Regions from separate parts of the Sus scrofa genome. Here all the other regions are linked to region 1. A link is a contact called in public HiChIP or PLAC-seq and promoter capture Hi-C data. All regions are on one chromosome and are shown on one strand. Each heading gives the region's core, a stretch centred on a gene start, on an enhancer-like site or on the middle of the called end of the contact. The rest is flanking DNA. Distances are from core to core; before and after follow the strand shown. Region 1 holds the start of KCNN4 (potassium calcium-activated channel subfamily N member 4). Region 2 overlaps ZNF45 (zinc finger protein 45). Region 3 holds the start of PINLYP (phospholipase A2 inhibitor and Ly6/PLAUR domain-containing protein).

Region 1 (4,300 bases), core at 230-2,729:
TCACTCAGTGATATGACCCTGTGTCTCCTTCAAGGTGTTATGTCCATGTTGGGAGCCTCTCCTTTCCCTGCCCAAGAACACAGCCTGGGAACCCACACTCAGAGTTGTGTTTGCACAGCCGTGTATCACATTGTACCAGAGGGCGTCCCCTGGTGCCGAGTGCTTGTTGTGGCGGGCCTAAGTGTCGGCTGTGTCAGTGGGTCACACCTGCAGGTTCACGTAACATTGTGTTCATGCTGGGAAATAGCGTATCACGTGTTTTGTGTCACTGTCTCTTCATGTATTACTCTGCACACGCTGTTTGTGGGCCACCCCTGTTGGAGTGTATCGTGTGGGGGTGTTGTCAGTCCAAGGCAATGGTGCATGTTTTACTCTGTGCAATGTCGCTCTTGGGCATCGGGGTCCATGTCACCTGTGCCCAGTCCCCGCGCCACCTGCCCCCTCCCGGGGCACCATGCCCTGCTGTGTCCTCTGTGATGCACCAAAATAGACCAGAATGTCTTACACCAGAATGAGTCACTGCGCTTATAGGTCTGGCCCCCCTGCATCCATTCATTCTGTCCTTTGACTCTGTATCAAATGGCGCTGTGCATGGGGGTATATTGTGTGTCGGAGTGAATCCGAGCGTGTTTTGAATCACTCTGTGAGTGTATGTGCTTGAGTGGCCAAGGCCAGGATGCAGGGCAGTGTGGTCCTCTGTGCTGGACGGTGGAGCCTGCCATGCGTGTGTCCATAAAAGCTGTCTGCGCGTGTTGGGTATCCTTGCACAGGTGTGTGAGGTCTGGGGCGTCATGAGTGCCTCGTTCACAAGGACATGCTGTGTGTGGCATGTGGATATTGCTAGGTCAATATAGACTGTGTGTCTGTGGAACACTTGCATATATTGTGTTTTCGTAGCTACAACTAGGCATCATCCTGTGTGTGGCACCTGGGTGGGACTGTTTGTGTCAGAGGATGTTGTGCCAACTTTGACTGCAAAGTTTGTGGCTGTGTGTGGACAATATTGGGTGGCCATGTGTGCCACTGGGCACTGCCTGCCTCACTAAGTGCCAGCGTGTGTCACACCATGTGTGTGGTGTCTGGGTGTGGCTGTGGGTTTTAGAGCTTGTTGGGAGTTGTGAGTCACTCAGTGTAGGTTGTGTTGTGTGCCCATGGGTGTTGGGTTCCATCTCGGGCCATGCTGGGTGTGAGAGTGTATCACCCAGGGTCGCGTGGTGTCTGGGTGTGGCTGAGTGTAGGTGTGTATTACACGCTGCAGACCGTTGTGTGTGACAAAGCCCATTGTGTGTCAGTGTGCCTCTTAATCCACGTGGACACACGCCTCTTCCTTGCTGTGCCCCGAGACACACCCCAGCCCCTCCTTAGTCTGAGAAGGGGGGGGTTGGGGAGCCTCCCCTCAGCCCAGGGGCCTCCCGAGCACCTCCCCGCCCTGCCCAGCAGTCACCACCCCCCAGAGGGCACAGGCTCTGCCGTGCCTCAAAGCAAGAGCCCAGAGCAAGGGAGCAGAGCAGGCCGGGGACCTGTAAGCCACAGTGGCTGCCCTTTGCGTGCTGCGAGCTGGGGGACCCTGGGAAGGAAGCTGGCTGAGCCCCAAGACCCTGGGGGCCATGGGCGGGGAGCTGGTGCCGGGCCTAGGGGCCCTGCGGCGGCGAAAGCGCCTGCTGGAGCAGGAGAAGCATCTGGCTGGCTGGGCAGTTGCACTGGCGGGAATCGGCATCGGGCTCATGGTCCTGCACGCGGAGATGCTATGGTTCGGGGGGTGCTCGGTGAGTGCAGGCTGGGGGCTGGGACTCCTGGGTCTCAGGGAGGAGGGGCTGGGGGCCTGGATCTTGGATCTGAGAGAGGAGGAGGCTGGGGGCTGGGACTCCTGGGTCTCAGGGAGGTGAACATTGGGAGCGCTCCTGCAAAAGGAGGGGAAGAGGGGTTACAGAGTGTCAGTCTTGGAAGGTACTGCAATTTGACAGTTGGAGATCCAGGAACCCTGGAGGCCGGGGGGTGGCTGATCAAATTAGGGGAGAGGTAACCCCAGGTTTAGAGAAGGGAGGGTAGGGAGAAAGACTAACTTCTTCCAGTAGGCGGCGGCTCCTTGGTCCTTATCTGAACTCTGGCATTTGCCCAGTATCTCAGAGGCAGAGGGCAGAGACGAAAAGAACTGGCTGGGGTGGGGGTGGGAAAACAAGCCCCCCCCCATCTCCGGCATTAAGAAGCTCAGCCCCCACCCCCAGAATCTACAGGCTGTTCCGTCTGGGAAATAAGGGAGAGGCAGCTTCATCACAGCCTGGACTGCGGGGTCCCCCGGGAGGAGGGGCTGGGGGCCCGGGCTCCTGGGTTTGAAGGGGAAAGCGGCTTAGGGCATCTTTGTGGGAAGAGGGGCTGACTTTGAGGATGGTGTGAGAGGGGAAGGAAAGGACAGGTGGGGCCGGGACAGGTCTGAGCAGGCTCCCAGCACATTCCAGCCCCGGTCTGGGCAGCGATGGGGGCAGATGAAGGACGTGGGTCAGAACTGGCGGCTTGAGGACGGGACAGAATTGCTCAACAGGAAAGGAGGGGTTGAGGTCTGTCTGGGGTAAGGGACGTGGAACTGGGCTGGTGGAGGGGGGACACCGATTTGAGGACTGAGTTGGGAGATTCTTGGAGCACAGGGTTCAGGCTTGGACGTGGGGGTGGGAGAGGCAGGCAGCTCTGAAGTGACCAGGAGCTGCACGGAGGATCAGGGCAGGCCGGCTTCCTCTGGCTGGGTGGCCAGGCCACCGAAGCCCATGCCAACAGGAAGCATGGCTGGGCCCGACTCGCCGCTCCCGGTTCGGCATCCCGCCCAGCAGGGGAGGGGAGGGGAGGAGACGGGAGCCCTGGCAGATGGGGAAGGACAGGGGTCTTTCCTGGGCCATGGGGTCCCACCTCCCATTGCTTCCTTCCTCCCACTGCCAGCCAGGCTCCTGCTCTGAGCAGGGCATCTCTGGGATCTACAGTAGCTCCCTGAGCCTCAGTTTTCCCAAGTGGAAACTGGGGGCGAGGGTTGAAATACATGACCCGAACATTCCTCCTCAGCCACCTTTCTGTGGCTGCCTTGACAGCACCACGTCCCTCCCCACACTCTTCGTAATCTAATGAACTCATTCTGCAGGGATCCAGACACCTGCTCAGCAGGGGGAAGGGGCTGGAGGAGAGGCAGGTGCCAAACCCCATGGATGAGGGGGAACATGATGGAGATACTGGGGAGGAGGAGGTAGAGACCCAGAAAGACAGAGCAATGCAGTAAGAGGCAGAGTGGGGCAGCCACAGGGAAAGGGGGCCGGGACTGGGAGCAAGAGGAGGTGGAGGAAGAGGACCCCCAGAGCAGTGGATTGCAGAGTGGGGAGGGGGCTGTGTCTACTGGGGTGTGTGGGTCGGGACCAACTCAAGAAAGATGGGGGAACTCGGGAGCCAGAGAAGGATGAAGGGATGGGGGAGGGCTAGGGACAACAGCACCATTGTTCGGGGAGGGGGGGGGCAGGCCCCCTCGGGCAGGCCCCCTGGGGCAGGAAACTGGCCTTCTTCCCCTGCACAGAGGCCAGGCCCTGGCCGGGCCAGGGGAGCTGGCAGCCTTTTAGGAGAAACAGGTACTGGGCTCAGCCTGGGAGCCCAGATAGCTCCTTCCCCAACACCAGCCCCCAGGCAGAGATACACCCCTCCTCCCCACCAGGGAATCTAGCAGTCCAAGTTCCCTTTAAATCCCTCCCTCAAGAACTTTAGATTCCTCTAAGGTACTGCCACACAAAGAGGGAAAAAAACTTCCCGTGGTTTCTGGAGGCCATGTGCTTCCGGCCAGACCTACCCTGGGCTTAGATCCAGGAGAGAGGGCAGGAGGTGGGGAGGAGGGGGGAGGAGACACACAGGGCCGGACTGGGGGGCCTTTCTCAGAGTAGGCGCTAGGGTCTCAGGGACCCAGCCCCCTGGATGAGGGCAGGGGAGGATGTCATTTGTTCCTTGGGGATTGAAGGATAGTTTCTAGACTCCTCAGGAACTGGGGTGTGTGGGGGGGCTTGAAATTACTTTCTCAGGTCAGAGACCAGCTGGGTGGGAAGGGAAGGGGGGGCACTCTTGAGAGGTTAAATGTCTGATTCTAGACACCCCTCCCCCAAATACATACACACACAACTGAGGTACTATGTTTGACGGGGCACGAACCATACAGGGGGACTTAAGAAGGAAAGTGCGTTTCAAGGTCTCCCTCACGGTGGGGTCCGAGGAGAAGAGCTGGGGAGGATTGTGAACACTGGCACCGAGGCCAGGGCTGTCCCACTGGCAAGGAAGAGGACAT
Region 2 (4,493 bases), core at 1,923-4,422, 150 kb before region 1:
ATTCGACCCCTAGCCTGGGAACCTCCATATGCCGCAGGAGCAGCCAAGAAATGGCAAAAAGACAAAAAAAAAAAAAAAAAAAAGAGTAATCTCTGGAGCCAAATGTCCAGGTTCACGGGTCCACCATATATCAGCTATGAAATCTTAGACAAATTCTTAGTATCTCTGTCCCTCAGTTCTCCCATCTGTGAAATGCAGGGATTAACAATGCCTAGCTCATAGGACTGTTGTGGATAGGCTGAAAGCTCAAAGAACACCTTCAGGGTATTTCTCTGCAGAAATGCAGGCAATATTCAGAAACGTAAAACCTGACCTTGGAGTTCACTGGTGGCTCAGTGGGTTAAGGATCCAGCATTGCTTGGAGTTTACCTGTGGCTCTGGTTCAGTCCCTGGCCTGGGAACTTTTGTATGCAGCAGGCGTACCCAAAAAATTAAAAATAAAATTAAAAAAATAAAACCTGTTTTCATAGTTTCAATGGAGGCTTAAGAGGTTGTTGCTTTGTTGTATAAAAATCACCTTTATTTTTTTTTCCTTTTTAAAGCCGTACCTGGGGCATCTGGAAGTTTCCTAGCTAGGGGGTTGAATTAGAGCTGCAGCTGCCAGCCTACATCACAGCCACAGCAACACTGGATCTGAGCTGCATCTGTGAACTACACCACAGCTTGTGGCAACACTGGATCTTTAACCCACTGAGCAAGGTGAGGGATCAAACCTGCATCCTCACAGAAACAACGTCAGGTCCTCAACCTGCTGAGCCACAATGGGAACTCCAAAAATCACCTTTAACCTCAGAAATATCTGTTCCTCTCTCTTAGTTTGTCACATTAATCTTGATGCCTTTGCAGTAATATTTAAGATTACTTTGATGAATTTTTTTTCTTGTAAATGTATATATAACTTAAAATTTTCCATTGTAACCATTTTTGAGGGGGAGAGCTCATTAAGATTCAATTGCCTTCAGACTGTTGTGCAACCATCGCCACTATCCATCTCCAGGACTTTTTCACCATCCCAAACTCAGACTCTATACCCATTAAATAAGAACTCTCCATTCTCCCTCCTGTTGGCCCCTGATAACCACAATTCCACTCTCTCTATGAATCTGACTTTTGTTTTGTTTCGTTTTTTAAGACCACACCTGTGGCATATGGAGGTTCCCAGGCTAGGGGCTGAAGTCAAATCAGAGCTGTAGCTGCCAGCCTATACGAGAGCCACAGCAACGCAAGATCTTTAACCCACTGAGTGAGGCCAGGGATCGAACCTGCTTCCTCATGGATGCTAGTCAGATTCATTTCGGCTGAGCCAAGACGGGAACTCCTGAATTTGACATTTTGGATGACTGTTTTTTAAAAGACAAAAGATCTTTCCAACTTGACTGTGTTAACAGTGGGGCCTTAAAAAGACTCTTATCATGAAGAAAAGTTAATAAAATCTTGTGATTTGACAGTAAGTTAGGTAATCAATACATTTAGGCTAAAAAGCTATAGTAATTATTGTAATGATAAAAACAACAAAAACGGCAATGTTTCACATGAAATAAGCACTCAAAGCACATGTTAGAGACCTTGAGAAGCATTTGAACGCTTTGTTTCATGAGGCACCTGCCACACACCTGTGAAGAAGCTACCGGTGTCGTAGTCGTGTGACTCCTGTCCAGTCACCAACGTCTCTGTGCCTCTTCTCAGCTATCACAAGGAGAGGCAAAAAAGAGTGTCAGTCACAGGGTTACTGCAGGGGATAAATGAGCTGATGATGCAATGCTCTTGGCCTTGTACCTGGCATTGTAGCAAGTTCTCAATACATGATGACAATGATGACTGTTGTTCCCACGTAACAGATAAGGAAGCTGAGGCTTGGGGAGGTCGAGAGGCAAGGCTGGAACTTGAATCCGGTCCTTACACCAGAGCCAGACTTCAGTATCTTCTCTCTCTGCTGCGTCTAAAGAAAAAAATAAACAAACAGATGGGAGGCTGAGGCTTCACAGAAAGAGAAATGAGATCTAATATGTAGTACTGGGTCACTTTGCTGTACAGCAGAAATTGGCCCAACACTGTAAATCAACTATACTTTAACAACAGCAACAAAATTTAACCAAGAGAAATGAGATCTTGAGAGTTAGGGATAAAGGACCGAGAAATGATTCTGAAGCCAGAGGATCTGCTTGAAGGAGGGGAGAACAGAGCTGGTTTGGCTGTAGAGGCTCTGGGATCAGACCACCACTATTCGCATACTGGCACTTCCAACCTGCTACTACTTAGTCCCAGTGTCTGATCCATAAATTAGGGATGAGGATGATGACAGGAGTAATAACAACATCAACGTCACAGGAAAGCTGGTCCAAGTGACTACACATAAAACAGAGAAGACTCCGCAGCGGCTGAAACATTCACTGTGGCTGCTTAATATGAAAGAGTCAAGGAAGCCCTTCCTTGGGGTGACTGCAGCCGCACACGGCTTGATGAGCAGAGGCGGTGGACTGGATTCCAGATGCTGCTCACACCTTGGCCGAGAGCCCCTGGGAACGACCAGCCCAACCACATACGGTGGCCCGAACACAAGTTCTCCCTGTGGCTCCCAGGGTATGATTGATTGGGAGGCGAATAGAAATTTCAAGTGAAATACCCATATTAAGAGATTATTATTAGTTACTTACTAATTAACTAATCAGCAATTAGTAAATTAGTAATTAATTACTGGTTAATTTATTCCTTATTAATCATGATCAGTCCTACTCCAGAAGGAGTAGCACAGAAAAGGGTAGTGTAAAACTTTCCAGTCAGGAGTGCCCACCCACCATGGCTCAGTGGTTAACGAACCCAACTAGTATCCATGAGGACGCAAGTTCAGGTTGCAGACATGACTTGGATCCCGCATTGCTGTGGCTGTGGTGTAGGCCGGCAGCTGCAGCTCCGATTCGACCCCTAGCCTGGGAACCTCCATATGCCACAGGTGCAGCCCTAAAAAAAAAAAAGACAAAAAACACACAACACCTTTCCAATCTTAGAAAAAAACGCCCTTTCAGAATTTGCAATTCACTTTGTGCTGACTCTACATTTGCCTGGTGACTTCTGCTCAGTGAGAAGCGTTTTACAGAGAGCTCTATCACCGCTGGGGAAAGGGGATAATTAGTCAATCAACTGTCTGTCTTGTGATTAATACTGACTCAGCTTTACATTCCAAGAACCTAAAACAGTGCTAGGAGCACAGTGGTTGCTCAGTAAACACTCAGCAGTCACTGTCAGTGACAATGTCAATGTCATGAGCCCAGCACCCAGGCACCTTCCAGCAGAGGCACAGGGAAAGGCCAGACTCATTGGTCGAAGGTCTCTCCGGGATGTAAAATCCTGAGACTGGTCCCACTACAGAGGATTTGGAAAGGAGGGGTTTTATTTCCATGTTTTTCCTCTCGGTCTTTCACAATATTTGCAAGAGCAAGGTCATCTCTGGAAAGAAAAGGGCCTCTGTTACCATTTTAGGAAGGTGCTTTCCACTCTTCAAAGTTAATGCCTAAAAGGACTCTTGTTACAAAATCCACAAAATGTGTCCATCAAAATATTGAGAATGGGGAGTTCCCTGGCAGCTCAGCGGGTTAAGGATCTGGTGTTGCCACTACTGTGGCACTGGTTGCTGCTGTGGCATGATTTCAATCCCTGGCCCAGGAACTTCCACATGCCACAGGCACAGCCAAAAAAAAAAAAAAAATATATATATATATATATATATAGAGAGAGAGAGAGAGAGAGAGAGAGAGAGAGAAGAACAGCAAATATTTCATTGCCTACATGATTAGCACTAGATAGGATTGACTTGTTAATTCTTTATTTAAAAAATGAGTTTATTAACTCAATGAACATTTATGGAAATCAGACTAAAAAGATACAATTACTCGAGCTGTTGATAGTCTAGTGATTAGGACGCCAGCAATCTAGCTGCACGCTGCACAGTACCGGGCTAGTGAGTGGGGCGCTTTGGAGGCACAAGTAATGGGTCTTGAGGGCCACACTCATACGGAGCAGGTTCTACATCAGCGGGGCTTGATCTAAGCCCTGTAGGATGACTGCGGGTTTTTATGTTTGTTTGTTTTTTTAGGGCCGCACCTGTGGCACATGGAAGTTCCCAGGCTAGGCATCAAATCGGAGCTACAGCAGTGGGCCTACACCACAGCCTCAGCGATATCAGATCAGAGCCGTGTCTGTGACCTACACCACAGCTCATGGCAACGCCGGATCCTTAACCCCCTGAGCGAGGCCAGGGACAGACCCACAACCTCATGGTTCCTAGTTGGATTTGTTTCCACTGCGCCACGATGGGAACTCCTGGATGACTGGGTTCAGTCGGAAAAGCAGAATCACGGAAAAACCTCAAGGGAACACATGCCACGATTGTACGTGAACACAAACAAGAGGCAGAAAAAGACGGACAGGAAGACAGGACTCAACCCATGGTGCTGTGAGTCCCTGTTTATCAGCAAGTCAGCAGGAAAGCAGGAAAG
Region 3 (4,175 bases), core at 296-2,795, 170 kb after region 1:
CACGCATGAGTCCCGGTCGGCGTCGCAAGTCCTCACATCTCCACCGCAGGTGAGTCGGAGCCTGTACACACCTCACAGCCTCCAGATCGTTCATGGGCGGGGCACTGACCTCTGTCCAGGGAACTGTCTGAAGCTCTTGCAGGGACGGGAAGCGACTCTACCTGGGGCAAGTTTCCCAAACTACAAGGCTGGGGGCTTTGGACGCTAGGGTCCTTGGAGAAAGCTTGGGAACTGGGATGGGGAGTGGGGGAGCTGGGGAAGAAGATTTGCATGGACTTTTGTGAACCTTCGGATCCAAGTGGTTCTCAGATGTGGGCCTCTTCCTTTTAGTTACCCTCCGTAGGTCTGCACCCCCAGTCAAGAAGGAGGGGTGAGGGCCAGGAGGGCAAGGGCATGGACCCCTTGGTCGTGAGAGAGGAGGCAACTAGGGGCCCAGACACCTGGGTCCTCAGGAAGGTGGAGTTTTCTTGAACTCCTGCATCTAAGAGAGAAGGGGATTGGGGACCAGAACTCCGTAGAGTCCTGAGAGAAAGGAAATCTCTCCCTTTCCAACCATTAAAAAAAAAAAAAAAAAATTCCCTTTCTGGTCATACTCTGATCTGATTTTCTAGAATTCAAATGGGTCTTAATTTATTTTTGGGGGTCTTTTTAGGGCCACACCCGAGGCATATGGAAGCTCCCAGGCTAGGAGTTGAATCAGAACTGCAGCTGAGGCCTGTGCCACAGCCACAGCAGTGCCAGATCCGAGCCACATCTTCAACCTACACCGCAGCTCGAAACAACACCAGAATCCTTAACCCACTGAGCAAGGCCAGGGATCAAACCTGCATCCTCATGGATACTAATTGGGTTCTTAACCTGCTGAGCCACAACGGGAACTCCCCAGATACCTTATTTTGAGTGCCTTCCCCCAGGGATCAGAGGATTCAGAGCCCACCCACCCCCACTCCTTTCTCAGGGATTCAAATGCAAGTTTTTGAGCTATTCCTCCTCTGGGATCCCAAGCTTTCTCTCCTTTACCCTCTGCTTTCACCATGAATCTGAATTTTCGGACTCTTTCCCCCTGGAGGACCTTGCTGAATGCTGTCAGTCTTCTTTCCTGGAGTCCCAGAAGTCCAGGCCCCTAGTCACCCAGACCCAGGAGGGTGCAGAGCAGGGCAGAGGCCAGCAGGAAGGTCTCAGGTTTCACGGAAGTCCTCATGTTGGGTGAGTGAGCCTGCAGTTCCAGGACCCCAGCTCATGGGAAACTGAGGAGGGGTGGGTCTGGACACAACTTACCCCTAGGGTGAAAAGTGGCTGATGTGTAAGATCTGGGGGCAGGCCTCTGCACCTCTGGGTAGGAGAAACAGAACCAGAATCCAAAAGGGACATGGGCATCTGGTGCCCAGCCCCCTCCTCCGCCCGGACCCCAGGAGTCTGGGCCTCCATCGCCTTTCTTCCATCAGGACTCAGACGGGCACTTCCCTCTTTTTTCCCTTTCCCACCGATCCTTCCCCGACCTTTTATTTTCTGGCCTGAAGCCCAAGATCAGAATCTGGACATTAGATTCCCTGTAGGATAGAGCGGCTGGAAGGACTGAGATGCCCTCTCCCTTCTCTCTCTCTTCCCAGGGAGGTCCTCAGCGTGGGCGGGGCCCTAGCTGGGAGCGCCCACCTTGTCCAGGCTCGTTCTGCAGAGGCGCCGGCGCCTAGTCTCCCTTCCTTTCTTGGCACGCTTGGTTCATACTCCCTTTTCTGTGTTAAGGCTCTCTCCAGCTCCAACCCCACCCGAAGATGCGCTTCTGGGTCTCGTGGGGACCGAACAGATGGGTGCCTGTCAACCGGCAGGGATGGGCGTGTTACGAGACGGATGCCCACAGGTCATATTGGACAACTGAGGCAGGGTTGGGAGCCGTCGAGGCTGCTTGTGTGTCTGCCTTGGGCACGTGCTTTGGGTTTTATTTAGGTCCTTTACCCACTCTCTCTTGGCCTCAGGCATAACTTTCAAAGGTCCGAGATTTTTTTTCCTTGTGTGTTGGGCGGGGCGGGGGAGCGGCGGCAAGGGAGTAGCCAGCAACCGCTGAGGGGATCCGGTTGCAGATCCCTGCAAAGATCTGCTCAGGTTTGCTGCCCTCTTGCTTTTCGGGCTTCAGTTTGGGCGGTGAGGATGGCGAATTTCTTCTGGGTCCCACTACCCGAGGCCGTTCGGGTAGCAAGACTCTCTCTCCGAACGCTGGGTGTGAACGTCACTGGGAGGAGGGGCTAGAGAGCTGTTTGGCCTGAGGGAGGCGGGAACAGCTCGTTCGTTGCTAGGGAACAGCGCCTCTGGCCTCTGGCTGGAGAGACGCACTGGGCTTGCGCAGTGTTGACGCGACCTCCGGCGCGCCGCTGTTTGAAAGGCCCGAGCCTCGCGCGCTTGCGCAGTTAAGCCCGCGCAGGGAGCACCCCCTGTCCGCCCCCTAAACTCAGACCCTCCTGCGTCTTTCTGGCCAGGCGAAGCCCACGGCGCTGACATGCCGGAGATCCGCCTCCGCCATGTGGTGTCCTGCAGTAGCCAGGACTCGGTGAGGGACTGGCGTGGGGGGAGGTTGGAAGAAGTAAAGGAAATCGTGAGGGGTCTCTATGAGAACTTTTGGAGTCTAAAAGGTGTTGAAGAGAAATCAGCATCTGGGCTGCAAAGAACAACGAACTTTATTTGGAGTCTTAGGAATTGCAATTCGAGAGATATAGATTCCCATAAAGCTGAAAGAGGGTTGGGAAAGAGAGTCAGGAGCTTATGAGGACGAAGGCTCGTTAGGTTGAAGTTGTCTGGAGAGAACTGTAGTTGACTCTGAAACAAGTAAGGAAACATTTAGCTTTAAAGAATAGGCTGTCATGAGTTACTTTAGGGTAAGGGAGCCATAAATAGATAGGCTGGCATGAGTTATTTACCGAGAAGGTTGGATTAGTATCTTGAGTTTCTAGCAGATGTTTTGGATATCTGTGTTAATGCAGTAAGCGGTCACAAGGTCAGGTTCCGTCCAGGCTGAGACCTGCATGGGCACAGTTCCTCAGTGGCCTCCCAGCTCCATTTTAGCGAGCTCTCTTAGCAAAACGGACTTCATTTTGATTTTCCTTTCAAAAAGGAACTTCTGGGGATTCTAAGGAGGCCACGGGGGAATTTCCTGGCAGCCGTAAGGGAATTCTGGGAGAGAAGTGGAATAGGAGGCCTTCTGGGCATCTATGGAACTTCCAGAGAGGAGAGGAGGGAGTGGGGAGCTTCCTTAATTTCCAGGAGAAAGTGCTGTAGGGGACTCAAGGCAGAGTGTGGGGAATTAATTGGGAAACTTAAATCTGGGGGATTTCAGCGGGCTTGGGAGGACTCAAAGGAATAATCTGAGAGCTGGGGAACTAGCTGGCATCTCAAACTCTCCCTTTCCCACTCTTCTCTCCAGACCCACTGTGCAGAAAACCTTCTCAAGGCAGACACTTATCGAAAATGGCGTGCAGCCAAGGCGGGCGAGAAGACCATCTCTGTGGTTCTCCAGGTGATCCTGCCCTCCCCCCTCTCCTCCATAGGAGTCTGGAGACCCAGGTCTGGACTCTGCTCTTGAGTTAACTGGCAGTGAGTTGAGACACTTCCCCTTTGGACCTCAGCTTCCTCACCTGGAAAGTGAGCAATGTGATCCCTTTGCCCCTTAGCACAGGAGAAAGGTGATCCGGGGCCCAGGCCAGGGATGACTGTAGGAATCGGTGCGGGCCCAGGTAGTTTCTGGGCTGCAGGTTCCTCAGCTGGAACGCAGTGAATCATTGCCGTGTATCCTGCCTTTTAAAGTCAGTGGGTTCAAGGCTGGAAGTGTCTCAGATCATCTAAGCCAGGCAAGCTAATTTTAAAGATGGAGAGGTGGAGGGAGTTGCCATTGTGGCTCAGCAGTAATGAACCCAAATAGTAGCCATGAGGATGCAGGTTCAAACCCTGATCTTGCTCAGTGGGTTAAGGATCCAGCGTTGCGGTGAGCAGTGGTGTAGGTTGCAGACGAGGCTCAGATCTTGTGCTGCTGTGGTGTAGGCTGGGAGGTACAGCTGCTCTTTGCCCCCTAGTCTGGGAACCTCCATATGCTGCAGGTGCGGCCCTAAAAAAAAGAAAAAAAAAAAGATGAGGAAATGGAGGCGTAAGGGAAGGAGAAGTGAGGTGGCTGTCTGAGCTGCCACGGCTGG

Evidence for each region. Promoter capture Hi-C pulls out the DNA fragments that hold promoters and counts their contacts. HiChIP or PLAC-seq counts read pairs in DNA pulled down with a chosen protein or histone mark.
Region 2: a contact with region 1 is called in an H3K27ac HiChIP or PLAC-seq map of alveolar macrophages. The contact joins the enhancer-like site here to the promoter of KCNN4 in region 1. A contact is called at or near these places in 7 of 47 Hi-C or Micro-C datasets (embryonic fibroblasts, epiblast stem cells, fetal skeletal muscle and 4 more) and 1 of 2 datasets of contacts at active chromatin or transcription factors (alveolar macrophages).
Region 3: a contact with region 1 is called in a promoter capture Hi-C map of fetal skeletal muscle, with 2.4 times the contacts expected there. The contact joins the promoter of PINLYP here to the promoter of KCNN4 in region 1. A contact is called at or near these places in 1 of 5 promoter capture datasets (fetal skeletal muscle), 1 of 47 Hi-C or Micro-C datasets (embryonic fibroblasts) and 1 of 2 datasets of contacts at active chromatin or transcription factors (alveolar macrophages).

Annotation. Positions count from the first base shown.
Region 1 is chr6:50,590,697-50,594,996 of Sscrofa11.1, reverse strand. KCNN4 (potassium calcium-activated channel subfamily N member 4) reads left to right here and starts at 1,479. Exons shown (of 9, transcript NM_214018.2): 1 at 1,479-1,766. The coding sequence starts at 1,608.
Region 2 is chr6:50,744,105-50,748,597 of Sscrofa11.1, reverse strand. ZNF45 (zinc finger protein 45) reads right to left here. Exons shown (of 7, transcript XM_021094497.1): 2 at 1,777-1,939; 3 at 1,614-1,686. Among named protein-coding and RNA genes, the nearest start is that of ZNF45, 25 kb to the right of the region's middle. Within about 2 kb of position 3,172, at least 4 of the 83 cell types and tissues checked have an H3K27ac peak or open chromatin away from gene starts, as enhancers often do. A contact at or near this core is called in alveolar macrophages, where this site is marked.
Region 3 is chr6:50,423,921-50,428,095 of Sscrofa11.1, reverse strand. It overlaps PINLYP (phospholipase A2 inhibitor and Ly6/PLAUR domain-containing protein), which reads right to left and starts at 1,545. Exons shown (of 5, transcript XM_021097545.1): 1 at 1,241-1,545; 2 at 1,206-1,239; 3 at 1,132-1,204. The coding sequence starts at 1,428. It overlaps XRCC1 (DNA repair protein XRCC1), which reads left to right and starts at 2,366. Exons shown (of 17, transcript XM_013988646.2): 1 at 2,366-2,542; 2 at 3,413-3,505. The coding sequence starts at 2,492.